Regions from separate parts of the Gossypium arboreum genome. Here region 2 is linked to region 1. A link is a contact called in public Hi-C data. All regions are on one chromosome and are shown on one strand. The core of a region is the stretch at or near the end of the contact, and the rest is flanking DNA. Distances in the headings are between cores, read along the strand shown.

Region 1 (6,819 bases), core at 617-3,116:
ACTTAAGCCTTCAATAAAATACTTCTTGTAGAATATCAATAGATATTTTAACCCATTATTTTCTATTATGAAAAAATGAAACATTCCATTAGCTCATGATTAATAGTTAATTTGTGCTCCTAAAATGATATTATTTTTATTGTATGTTTAGTAATTATATATATATATATATATATACACACATTTTTTATCACCATTGCATATTTTCAATAACATATTTATATTATAATGAAAATTAAAATTAAGATATGAAGAATTTAGGGCAAAGAAATGAAGGGTTTTGATGAATTGAAGTTATATGACAATTCTTGGTCCGTGAACTTGTAAGATGGGGTTTAATTAAATGCTATTCAATAATTTGTGTAATAAAATGGAGTAATGAAAAGCAGGTGTAGAAATTATGTTAAGCCAATAATGCTGGCGAATTTCAAATCACTCAATCAAAAACTAAGACTTTTTTGTTTAGAGTGTGAAAAAAGGAAAAAGAAAGAAAAGTTTAATTTCCAAAATCTAAGACTCTTTGTACCTATGATCTTGCTAATTAATCCGATCATTGTGAGTCCAAGGATATGTTATTGTGAAAGTAGTTAGGAAAGTGACTAGTCCAAGTTAATTTCAATTATCTTACACTCTCTTTACTTCTTTTAATTTCATTGCCCCTCCAATCATTTCTATTTTTGTCGCATGAAGAGATTCAAATTGTCAAAAAAAAAAAATTTATGAGTTCATCTTAAAAGTTCTCAAATATATCTAATTTTTTTAATTTGGTCTTTAATATTTTTTTGTACAGATTAATTACTAAACTTAACAATTTTTCAAGTTTTGATCCATGTAGTAATGACTTAACTTTTTATAAAAATTATAATTTTTAAGTGATGTGACATATAAGTAAAGTAGCATATTATCACATGGATCAAAATTAAAAAGTTATCAAATTTAAGAATTAAGTTAAAAAATTATAAAGTTTAGGACTAAATATTGCTCACCTAAAATAAAACAATACTAGACCAGGCTTAATATTCATATTTTCTTCTGGTCCAAAACCATTCCAAGAATCTTGATATGGTTGAAAGCCTCGTCAAAGATAATATATATATATCTTTAGCCTCTCTCAAATTTGAAATTAGATAAATTAGTACTTTTTTTTTAAATAGAGCAATTTAATTTATATCAATTTCGAAATTAAGCAATTAAAGACAATTAATCATGGCTTAATGACTTTCGTCAATTGTACATAATTTTGATTGGTATAATACTAAATTTAGCCTTTAATGTTTACCTAATTTGTCATTTTGGCCTTAATTCTAAAATGTTCAACAAATTCAACCTCAAATATTTTTATCATTTATACAAAAATTGTGGGATAAATTTGTTAAATTAGGACTAAATTAAGCAAATGTGTAAACTTTGAAGGCTAAATTTATTATTATACCAATTAAAATCATGTACAATTGATTAAAATATTAACATCGTAATTAATTATCCTTAATTACTCACTTTTGAAATTTACAGAGATTAAATTACTTTAATATTTTTTAAAAGAAAGAAAAATTCGTTAATTTTAAAATTGAAAGAGAGTACCCTCGTTAAATTATATATTGAACAGTAATATTTTGGATCTTTTACAAATAGTACTTACAATTTACTGAAACCCTTTTACGAGCAATAAAATGTACTAATTAAGTTAAATTTGGATTTGATATTTTAAAACTTTTATTAGATTCATGTTTTATTTTTTTGTATTTTAAAATTTTAGGAACGACTAGTTAAAGCAACAATGTTGGTTTAGGAATAGGGAAAACACAACCATGAAAAATTTTGGAAGCACCTTAAAGCAAAGATAGTAAATAATGGTCCAACTCCATTTCCATTGGGCCATTTTCATTCATCATTTCAAAAGCTTGGGTTAGTACTTTGGGTTAAATCGGCCCAGTTGAGCTTCTCGAAATACCATTCAAATAAACCTCCCTCACTGGATTTGGACTTGTTCTCTATTTAGAAATAAGAACAAGTGCTTCAAATTTATATTTATAATTTGTTACTCTAAATTTGTCAAATACAATTGTTTAGGTTTATATATAAAATTATTGCTTGCAGTGTTCTCTTTTTTGGGCTTGATTAACCAAAATGATGATTTATCAAGATATTGTTTAATAAGGTGACATGTGGTAAAAATGTTACTTTCTCACTATCCTGTTATTATTAAGTGAAATAATTCAAATGGTTTTTGAAAAAAATTATAAAATTCTAAATAAAAATTATATAAAATTCTAAAATACAAATTTCCTACTTTATTTTCTTATAATATTTAATCTATATAAATTTATTGAATTTTATAAATTTATTTTCATTATTATTATCATTTTTCTTAACTTTTAAAATTTTTGTATAATTATTTCCTATTTTTGACTTGATAGTCATGTGATAGTTTTAAATCGTGGTGGAAGAAGTATTTGTTAAGTCCATTCTACAGTGACTTCCAACCTATGTGATGAGTGTACTTTTGTTGCATAATTCGATAATGGAGTAACTATTGAAGCTATGAATGAGTTTTGGCAGGCAACGAAAATAAAGGTAGGGGATGATCGATGTTTACGTCAGACTCTATGCTGCTTTTTTTAATAGATGACCGTCGTTAGTTATGAAAATCATCATCTTTTATTTTTTTTTTAATTATACACGTAAATAATTTGAAATTTATAATAAAATTTAATGAAATCAAAGCATTTGATGCCAACAACATGTTACATTAGTAAGTTTAATAAAAAGATTATTTTTTATAAAGTCATATAAGATGACGTCACCTATATAAATACTAAGAAAATATTATTATTTCTAAAAAATTGAGGCTTAAAATTTAAATATGATGGTGGAGCCAAAGTGTTTGGCGCCACAACTTTTATACGTGTCAGTGTAATTTTTTAAAAAAATTTAATTTAAAATTATAAAAAAAAATATTTTTTTATTGAATGGAACCATTCTAAATGGCGCCACCACTTTATGTGAGGGATTATCGTAATGTGTTTTTTTTTTAAATAACATTTTATTTGGTGGAGTCATATAGTATGGTGCCACCAGTTTACTATGTATGTTTTTTTTTTTAAAATGTGTTGATTTTTTAATTTTAAATTTTAAAAAATGATATTTTATTTTTATGGAGTCATTCTGTATGGACCCACCACCTTGATTGTCCTACATATATAGATATTGTTGAGGCTTTTTTGTAACAGTTGAACTGGAAAAGAAGAAAAGAAATAAATTATTGTGTTTAGTTGGATAGCTCAAAAATCTAGTGAAGATAAATAACTCGGTGTTTTTGGTCTATGTTCTTTTTCATGGTAAAATTGTAAAAAGTGATGTTGATTGTGTATTTTAAGTTTGACAGAGAGTAGGATTGCGATTCAATAAAACTGTGAAGCTGGAAGAAATGAAAAGGAAGATCAGTGCGAAAATAGCTATCATTGTGGAAGGGAGATGTCTAGATTTTTCTACAAGTTTCCAATCTCTAGAGGTTTGTTGAAATCTTGTGAGACGCATGTAATAACCCGTTTTTCAGTTATGTCGGGAACAGTGGTTTCGAGACCACAAATTTGACGAGTAAATTTATAAATATTATTATTTAATATTTAAAAGTCAAACATGGTTTTAAAAAGGTTTTTGATATAGTGATTTTTGTTATATAAATGATTTATTAAGTTCAAGTGGTAAGACCCTAAGGTCAAGTAGTTTTAGAAAATGAGGTACCAAGACCTCATTTCTATAAACTGAACCGTAAATATTTTTATAAATATTTACGGAGTATTATTAAGGTTGTATTAAAGTTTCGTTAAGAAATTTTAACGTTTCAATAGTTAATTAAGTAAAAAGACTAAATCGTAAAAATTATAAAATTTAATGACTATTAAAAATTTGTGCTAAATAATTATTTCAACATGAAGTAGGGTTTTAAACGATAATTATACCATTTTTATATGGTGGGTCAGTTAATAGCTAAATTATATACATTTGCTTATTAAATTATATGTTATTATAATGATAAAATGAATACAGCATAATAAAATAAAAGGTTCATCTTCCCAAAACCAATTCCCACCTAAATTGAAAGAAGAAAAACTCCATGCAAGGTTTCAAGCTTTCGCCATGCTTTGGATGATGTATGTAAGTCTGATTTAGTCCTATTTTTAATATTTTTTATATTTTTGAGATTGCTGCAATTAGGTTCAGCTAGTCTGTACCTTCGATTTTGAAAGCTATTAAAGATTTTTAATGTTACCATTGATGAATCTAGTGATTTTTTTATGTTATATGATGAATTTGAGATATTAGTTATTATTTAAAAGTATTTTGTTAAGTGATTTTTGATGAATTTATCAATTAGGGACTAAATTGTTAAATAATAAAAGTACAAGGGCTTGATGTGAAATTATTACAAAAATGGGCTTTATTGGATGCCATGAATGTTCGGTTGGCATGGGTTTGCATTAAAAATGGTTAATTTGCATGTTTTAGGCTCATGGACTAAATTGAATAAAAGTAAAATATTAGGGGTAATTTTGTAAAAATGTTAAAAATACTGAATTGCATAAAATGGAGTGATTTTTCTGTCTATATTAATAAATTTAATGAAATTATTTATTTAGATCAAGATCGAGTGAAAAGTCGAGGAGAATGAAAAATTACCAAAAAGCCCATGTACTTTGATATTTATGCATTTTAGTCAGGTAAGGTCGTACGGTTTAGAATTTAATATCAATATGAATTGTTGAGTATATTATCATGGAAAAAATTATATATTTATTTTTAATTGTTGATAATGAATGGTAAATTGAGATATATTATTAAATTTGATGATAGGTTTGGATTGAACACGGGATAGAGTAAAATCGTGGTTTGGTGTGTTACAGGGGTTTGGAGTGGAGATGGTATTGAAGGGAGATATCTGTATATGACTCGAGTAAATCGAGGTTCAACATTTGTGCGAACTCTTGTGTTATACTCTCTGTCTGGTGTGTTTCGGTTGGATTAGCTCTTTTGAGCTTCTGTCTGGTGTGTTCGATAGATCTGACAATGTACTCTTATCCGTAAGACGTCCTTCGAATGAAAAATATGGGTAAGGTAATCTATTTAATGAATTTGAAAGATTTTTTTTTATTGAATATTGATCTGAACATAGATGAATTCATCAGTTGAATTTGTGGATGATAGGGAATTCTCGTGGTTGATTATTATTGTTTGAACTGTTGTATTTACTTTGGTAAGATTTATCATTTAATGTGTCGAGCTTTCTAAGTATTCATTGCTTATGTTGTTATATTTCTCTTACTTTTCAAATTATCAGAAGCTCAATCTATTTGGAAGCTCGTCGAAGACCTATCATACTATCCAAAGATTAAATTGGTAGATTCTGATGTTTTGATCAAGGTTATAATAACATGTATAGGTGGACTTGTGGTTCATGATAATTGATGAGTTTGGCATGTATATGTCATTTTGGTTGATGTAAACTTGGTGCTTTTGATGCATTATTGATGTGTGTTATTTTGTCAATGTGGTAATCCATGTTTGAATAACCAAAGATAGGTGATGAATTGACCTTAACATAGTCGAGTTATGATATGCTTAGAAAGGTTTTGAATAGATGTGCATGATTGAAATATGGTACGAATATATGTTGGTTGTTGGTACCATTTGGAAATGACTAGATTTGTGTCATTTTGATGGCTTTAATATATGTAAGAAATAGTCCAAATGGTAATGTTATTTTGATATGGCATGAGTCTAATATGTTATAGTTAAATATGCACATGTTTGGGTATGTTTGGAATGACAATTTGGTATTTTTATAATGAGACTAAGTGGAAGTATGTTTTGGGGGTAAATATGAGCTATTTTGTAATGGTATAAATATGGTATGAAATTAGGTTATAAATGTTTGATGAATGATTAAATTATGCATATGTGTAAGTATACTTGATTATTGTGATTGAGGTGCCTTTTTGGCATATTGGTTATATGGATAGATGCCATATTGAATTAACTTTGTTATGTATATTTTAGGTATGTTTGAAAGCTTGATTACATGTGCAAATGTCTAGTAGGTGTGAGCTTGAAATGGGTGAAAGGAATGACTTGAAATTGGCCTATTTCTTGTCCACACGGCCTAAGACATGGGTGTGTGTCTTAACCGTGTATGACATACAGCCACGCGACACGGTCGTGTGTCCCTTGTAGGTTTTGATGGTTGTATTTCGAAAGTTACACGGTTTGGCACATGGGCGTGTGGCTTGACTGTGTGACCCAAGTTAGAGAGTTACACGAATACTAACACAGGCTGAGACACGATCGTGTGTCCCTATTTCAAATGTCCACATTGCTAAAGACACGGGCATGTGTCTCACCTGTGTGAGTCACACGGCCGTGTGACCCCTACAGTGTGAAGTTTTCCATCTTTTTCCTCAATGTTTAAAATGTTTCTAATGTAGTCCCAAATCGTTCGTAAAGTGATTCTAAGGCCTTGAAGGCTTTAACAAGGGACAATATGTTTGTGTTTGATTGAGCTTTGATATGATTTGTAAAATGTTTGTAATCAAGTGATTTAATTTATGATTTTGTGGTAATGTTCTTTAACCTTATTCAGGTGACGAATACGAGTTGGGGTGTTACATTTAATGGTATCAGAGCTGCAGTTTAGTCGGTTCTCAGACTGAACGTAGCATGTGTGAAGTCTAAAATTACATGCCATTATATAACCTGTGATAGTGTGATATCTCTTGACTTTGATGAGATTTGTTTCATTTTTAGACAGAGATGTTTTCCAAT
Region 2 (7,236 bases), core at 2,185-4,684, 150 kb after region 1:
ATACATGGCCCAATCTTGATAAGTAATGCTTATGGCTCTAGATGTGTAAAGTGTACACTTATGTGCATGAAATTGAAATGAATTGGAATGTTTCTTTGTGGTAAAGACTACTAGGTAAGGATAAGTGCTTAGATGTTTTGGTTAGTATATCGTAATGTCATTTGAATTGTTTGAATTTAGTTGAGAAATATATATTGAATGTTTAGTTTAAAGGTTGGATTGAATATTGAGTTTGTTTGGTATGTTTCTTACAGGTTTTGAATGAAGTTAAGTAAATTTTTGGTGCATATCTTGTATGATTTGGTTGGAAAGCTTGAAATAGGTAGTAAATGGTTCATTTTTACCAAGAACAGAGTCCTCGTCCTGACAACCATTTCTCCTTGCCACAACGCCGACTAACAGTATGTGATATCGTGATGTCAAGTGGTTTGATGTCGTGATGTAACAAACTATTTGGCGACATCATGATGTGAGGTAGATGACATCACAACGTCAACTCTATATTTTTTAAAACTTTAGAATTTGGTCATATTTCATGCTCGGTTCAACAGAAGAGATTTCGTAAGCTCGATTAAGAGTCGGTTTGATTGTTTAACCATAAATGAATGTCATTGGCATCAAATTACATATGCATGTGAATATTTTACTGTAAAATTGATTGTAGTTGCTTCGACAATGAATGTAGCATCTTATAGCTAGGACACAATTATCATGTCGTGCAAAGAATGTTACAGTAGGGAAGGTTATAGCACCCTTACAATACCTATCTGGAGTCAGTCTTACAAAATTAGATAATTAGAGTTTCGTGCCTAAAAAAAAATTTACTCCAAATGACTAATCTAAAAATAAAATAATATCTACTGTCTATAGTCAAAGGAAAAAAACCAAAAATATTTACAATTAACTTAAGAAAGAAAACTAAAATGATCAAAATTAGAAATTCAAATCTAAACTCCTAAAATTTAGGTTAAATTTTAAAATTTAAAATCTAATTAATGTAATCTTAAAGTCTAAATCTAAATTCTATCCAAAATATTAAACTTTAAGAAACTAGTACATCGATACTGAATTATTAAATATTGTTTGGTTGGTTAATGTAGTAATACAAGGAAAAATTTATTTAGTACATCAATATAAAAATAGTTATAATAACATCAAGATTAAAATAGGTTGACAAAAATATTGAATTATTAAATCTAAAGTATTAGTTTATGTTAATTGAGTCTTAGCTCGATTGGCATGGGCATTATTACTAATGCAGGAGGACGTGAATTTTAGTGTGTTGAAGTGTGTTGTCTTTCTTTCTATGGGTTGAAGAAGGGCTATGAGAAATTCGAAACTTTATATCACAAAGAGCAAATATAATTAGAACTATAATGAAAATTTGATTTAAAAATATTATTTTATGAATTCTCACTTTTGTTGTTAAAATACCTAATAATTCAGATATTTTTTCATGACTTATAAAATATCATTAAAGTTTAATTTATAAATATAGTCCTACTTTCATTTGTTTTCTGAAATGATACATCTATCAAATATTTTTTTATAAAATTGCATGCTAAAGTTTTGTAAAATGTTTCATATGCCTATAAAATAAAATTAATTCAATTTTTTAAATGAAAATATTTATAAAATATATAAAATATATTTATAAAATTCTATAAGTTTAAAAATAAAAAATAAAACATGTTAGTCAAAGTAATTAGAGAAGAAGTAAAGAGGTAAAAACATAATTGTAATTTTATTATTGAAATAATGATGCTTTTGGAAACAGAAAAATAGAGGAAGGAAAACAGTGAAAGTACTTGGAATGACCCTTTATTGTAAAGATAGCAATCCTCTATTATTAAATGAATTAATTTAATTTTTTTATTATTGAAAAGAATTAAATAAGATTAAATTTTAATAGAATTAACATTTACTATTTAAAAATGTTATTTCCTATTCAACAAAGTTAATATTTTGAAAGTTTTACGGTTTTGTAAATAAAACCTGTTGTTTGGAATTTAACTGCAAATAAAAAATAATTTTCATGTTATTTTTAAAGGCTTAAACCATAAAATGATACCTAAACTATATTATTTTCTTCAAGTTGACACTTAAACTTTTTTTAGTATTAAGTGGTACCTAAACTATACTTTGTTACCCAAATTACCGCAACCATTAAAAAAACTCTTAGGCAAACATTTTAACGTGACAATTTTTTATTAAAACAAACCCAAAAAAATATTAAATATTATTTCCTTAAACTTTTTTTAAAGATAAACTTATAAACATATTCATCTATTTGTCCTTCACCCAAGAACCCTAGTGACGAAAAATTCAAGAATCCATCAAAAAACTCATCCAAACCCAGTTTTCAATGACAAAACCTAGATTCTGACGTTGATATTTTTTTTTCATTTTTTAACTTCGATTTCAATTTCTTTCTCACCTAAATTGAAACTTATGTATTATTTTTTAAAAATGATTTTTTATTCTTTTCTATATACTTTATATAAAATAATCAATGGGTGAATTTTATAATGCAAAAATCATATAAAGTAGAAATCTAAATACTAGAAAAAGTTTAATTTAAAAGTATGATAAAAGGAGTGCAAGAGAAATTATCTAACAGTTAAAAAAGTGCATTAAAAGAGAAGAAAGATTCATGCGGAGAGTGTAAAAATTTGAAATGCTTTCATTTATTTAACTTTGATTTTACAATTTAATTTATTTGTGTTCTTTTATTTTAATTGTAATTTAAAAGTGTAAGGTATCACATATTAATTGGTTAAGAGATTTTTTTAATGGCCAGGATAATTCAGTTAATGAATATAATTTAAGTACCACTTTAAATTACGTGGTATAGTTTAAATAACTTATGACAAAAAAGTTTAGGTATCAACTTGGGAAAAAAGAGTATAGTTTAGATACTATTTTATGATTTAAGCCTTTTAAAATAATAAACATTAATTCAATTACAATTTAATCTTATTTGATTATTTTTATAAGACATGAAATAAATCAATCCATTTATAGACAGATTTAATCCATTTCCTATAATAGCGGAACTTAATATATACTTTCACCCTTATATTAGAATTTACCATCGAGGTTTAAAAATATTCCTCAAGGAAAAGCATCTTAAATGGTGTAATATTAACTAGGTATTGAAAGATATTACAGTGTTATTAATGCATAAGTATTTATAATTTACTTGAATCTGTAATCACTAGAAGTATACAACATTAGATTTTCACAATTAACAGCTTTAACACCAATTAAATTGAAAATTTTACAAATGATTTTAATTGAGAAAATGAAATTTTTAGAGTGATCTTGGGTCTTTGAAATGGACTGGACAAGTAATCAGAAAAGGGCTTGGATTTTATGAAGCCTAGGTTTTCTAAGTCGTGTTACTATTGCTTGGGCTGAGTCCATTTTGCTATGCTTTGATGCCGACATTTGAATTCAGCCTAGGCTCATTAAATTTTTTTTAAATTGGGTAGACTACACCCAAAGTCACTAAACTATTAGTAAGTTTACATTTTGGTCAATCAATTTTAAAAGTTACAAAATAACCACTAAACTATTCAAAAGTTTTCATTTAAATTACCTGGCTATTAAAATCGTTATCATATGGCCTTCTTTATTCGCACTGCTTGCACCAATCAAAAGTTCTCATTTCCTTTCTTTTTTATAGTTCATTTTTTCCATAAATTAGTTTTGAACATCACGAATCTATGAATATACATCCAATCAGCTATCTTCTTCGACTCCGACACTGACCATCATATTGACTTAGATCTAAGCTATACTCTTCTACTTATCGATGGGTATTGACCCACTATACTGATTGTCAAATCATCGCTTGGAGTTTGCTAGCCAGACTTCTAAAATACCTTAACAACCAATGACTTAAATAATAACTTTCAAATAGTTTAGTAACTTAAATGAAAATTTTCAAATAATTGAATAACCATTTTATAACTTTTTAAAGTTGAGTGACTAGAACGTAAATTTACTGATAATTTAATCTAACTTAAATGTAGTTTACCTTTCTAAATTTTTGGCAGAATTTTGATTTTGCTTCATAGGTGCTTGTGTATTATATGAGCAGCAAGTGAGTGTAATCATAATAATAAATTGCTTATTTTAATAAAGGGAGTCATCCAATGTAAAATTGAAGTAATTTTATTTATTTTTTTTATGTTTTTGTAAGATTAATATTTTAATAATTTAATCATTAAATTTATCTATATAATTGTATTTTTTATACATATAATTTTTCGAATTGATCTACTGCATTAAAGCGCAATATCCTCTTATTTATGAGTTGAGGAGGGGAGATGGGTAGTTCTAGACATTGTGTCAAAAAGAGAGATATGATCGTAACCTATAATGAGATTGTTCAAGAAAAAAATCAAATCAATCGATATCTCTATTATATCAATCTAAAATACTATATATTGATATTTATTGAACGATTGAAATATTTTTTACATAAAATAAATAGTTAGAAATTTTTAATTTACATAAAATTTAAGATGCTTAATCTATAAAATGAAATATAAAATATGATGGTTAGATCATTAAAATATTAATCGTACGAAAATATAAGAATGAGTGTTAAACTAGTTAAATTTTTATACCGATATAAATAAATCATTTCGGTTTAAAATAAATATAAATATAATATACTCTAAAAAATATAAATACATGTATTATTATATTATTGTTCGTCTCCACCTACTGTTTTCTTTTTCCTTGTTTATTTACATCCTTGACGATAACAGCTTCTGAGCTTTAAATTTCACGTTTGTGACACAGATCATACTGTATGTTTTCCAACCTCATTAAACAAATTTGAAGAATCCCCTTATCAGTAAACTTCATATACAGATATACTAAAATAAAGGCATATATAAAAAGAATCAAGGTAAGCACTGATTGACTTCAATTTCTCATTAGTATCCAAATTCCTTTAAATAAAAGATTTTATCTTTAAAAAAAAAATATGATGGAAAGAAGATCCCTGCTAAATGTACAATTTATTGAAGATGATTTTAGGGGGTTATTTTACTGGAATTAAAAATTGGTACTGATTGTATTTTATCAAGCTTTTTATATTTATATACTGGATCACACGTTTAGGTTAAATGTAGTAGAGCATTTTATTTGTTAAATAAGGAACTATCTTTGAGGGTAACAATTGTACCTAAATTGAATTGTGTTAATCAATTTACATCTAAGGCGAAAGTTTTAAAGAATAAATGGTTTAGGTTGAAGTATAAGTTTGAAGTTGTAATTTGGAGAGTGAGTTAAACTTAAATCACAGTTTATACTTGTTTGATTATATAGTGAATTACTTTTTGGGCCACAGACATTGAAAGCTTTCAAACTGCATAAACAAATTGATTGTGTCCATCTCCATTTTTACAACTGTAGTGGCTTCGTCTAGTTGCAACCGAAGACAAAATTCAACAAAATTTTACATAGACATGGACATTAGTACAGTAAACAAATAAAACATTACAAATTGTTACATAAATGCCACTATCTACAAAAAAAAAAAAAGAAAACAACAATAGAAGAGAGATGAACAGATAGTAACTACAACATTTAAAGGTTCATAAATAAACTAAAGATGCATCACCTTGATCAACCGTTGAGAAATGCATATTAACCTTGACATCATTAGATCAACCAAACAATAAACTCTGGTCAACCAATAAATCGCTACCGAGAGCCTAATAGATCCATCATATTAGTGATGTACTAAAAGCCAAGTCTCAAATGGCCATCCCTCCTCCTTATCTAGGAGACCAATCTTGTGAACATAACCACAGTGTTTTATTATGATGAAGCCCTTGATAATGATTCTCAATAGATCTGGCAATACCCTTACCTCAGCCAATCCTATGTATACGTCAAAATATGACTACAAAAAATTAAAATTAAAATCACCGCCACTTTAAGAGAAAGCAGTAGATAAGAATTGCTACAATTTTTAGAGAAAACTAAGTGGACTAATAATGCGTTGTCTTCATGTTATCGAGTTACGACAATGGTGTCGATTGAAGGATTTGGTTCCCATATGCAAAGGCGAAGCCAGAACAATTTTTTAGGAGGCAAATGAACTTTTATTTTTTTGTAGTCCATATCTTTATAATTTTTAAAAGATTAAATCAAATTTTTATAATTTTAGGGGGGCTAAAGTGTAATTTTATCTTTATTAATTTAAAATTTTAAAAAAAATTAAAGAACCTAAATAACATTTTTTCATTTTAAGGGGGCTCGGGCCCTTGCCAGCCCCCCTAGATTCGCCTCTACCCATATAGAATTTTTTGGGGCATCCTGAGACTACCTAATTTGCTTGAGCTTTCGCATTTGCTCTTTCAGGTTAGCAAAGGCAAGACCATGGCAATGGAGGGTTCTATTCACTATGGTGGCTTCTTTGCCCAAATGGTTGAACACCAACATATTGGTGAGGGTTTCCACCATGCTTTCTCTTTTTGGCAATGGTAGTCGAATTCAAGTTAAATTCGCTCTTTCTCCCAGAATTGGGTTTCAAGCCTATTGGATATTTGTCTTGTATGGTTTTTCTTGTATTACTTATATTTTTGTATAGTTTGTCTTGTATTGATTATATCTTTGTACGAGACTTGGTCATTAGCTACTTATAATACTTTTCTATGAAAGAATATTTAGTTGATAAAAAATTTTAAAATATTTTTATGTATTAAAAGTATGTTAAGTTATTTATATTAAAATTTTAAAATTTATAGAATTATTAAATATTAAATTAAAGATAACTTAAATTAACATTTTTTAAGATAAAAAGCGGGAATGGTTAAAATAGATTTGGTTAACCATTGTTAAGTACGAGTTAACATTTTAGATTAAGTAGGCTTCAACTAACATAAATATTTAAAAAAAATTTGGTTTAATTTAATCCATGAGCATCTAAATAATATATATATTTTAAAAATAAAAATTTAAAATACGAAGACAAGCTATCATTTCATCCAAAAGTTAATTTCTATAAAAAAAATTAAAATCATAGTTTTAAAATTTTTTTATTTGATTTATCAATAGTATAATAATAAATTTAGCTCTTAACATTTACTAATTTTATAACTTCGACCCTCTTATTTTATCACCGTGGTCTTTAACCTTCAAATTTTAGTCAAATTACTTTACTTTGAATAGAAAATTTGATTGAACTTTTAAATTTTTAATGATACTGTC

Evidence for each region. Hi-C and Micro-C count contacts between places; a contact is called where the count stands out from the background.
Region 2: a contact with region 1 is called in a Hi-C map of leaf, with 3 times the contacts expected there. The contact joins two enhancer-like sites. A contact is called at or near these places in 2 of 5 Hi-C or Micro-C datasets (both in leaf).

Annotation. Positions count from the first base shown.
Region 1 is chr1:31,307,790-31,314,608 of ASM2569848v2, forward strand. No RefSeq gene overlaps it. Among protein-coding and RNA genes, the nearest start is that of LOC128290198, 90 kb to the right of the region's middle. Within about 2 kb of position 1,867, at least 1 of the 2 cell types and tissues checked has an H3K27ac peak or open chromatin away from gene starts, as enhancers often do. A contact at or near this core is called in leaf, where this site is marked.
Region 2 is chr1:31,456,652-31,463,887 of ASM2569848v2, forward strand. No RefSeq gene overlaps it. Among protein-coding and RNA genes, the nearest start is that of LOC128281720, 14 kb to the left of the region's middle. Within about 2 kb of position 3,435, at least 1 of the 2 cell types and tissues checked has an H3K27ac peak or open chromatin away from gene starts, as enhancers often do. A contact at or near this core is called in leaf, where this site is marked.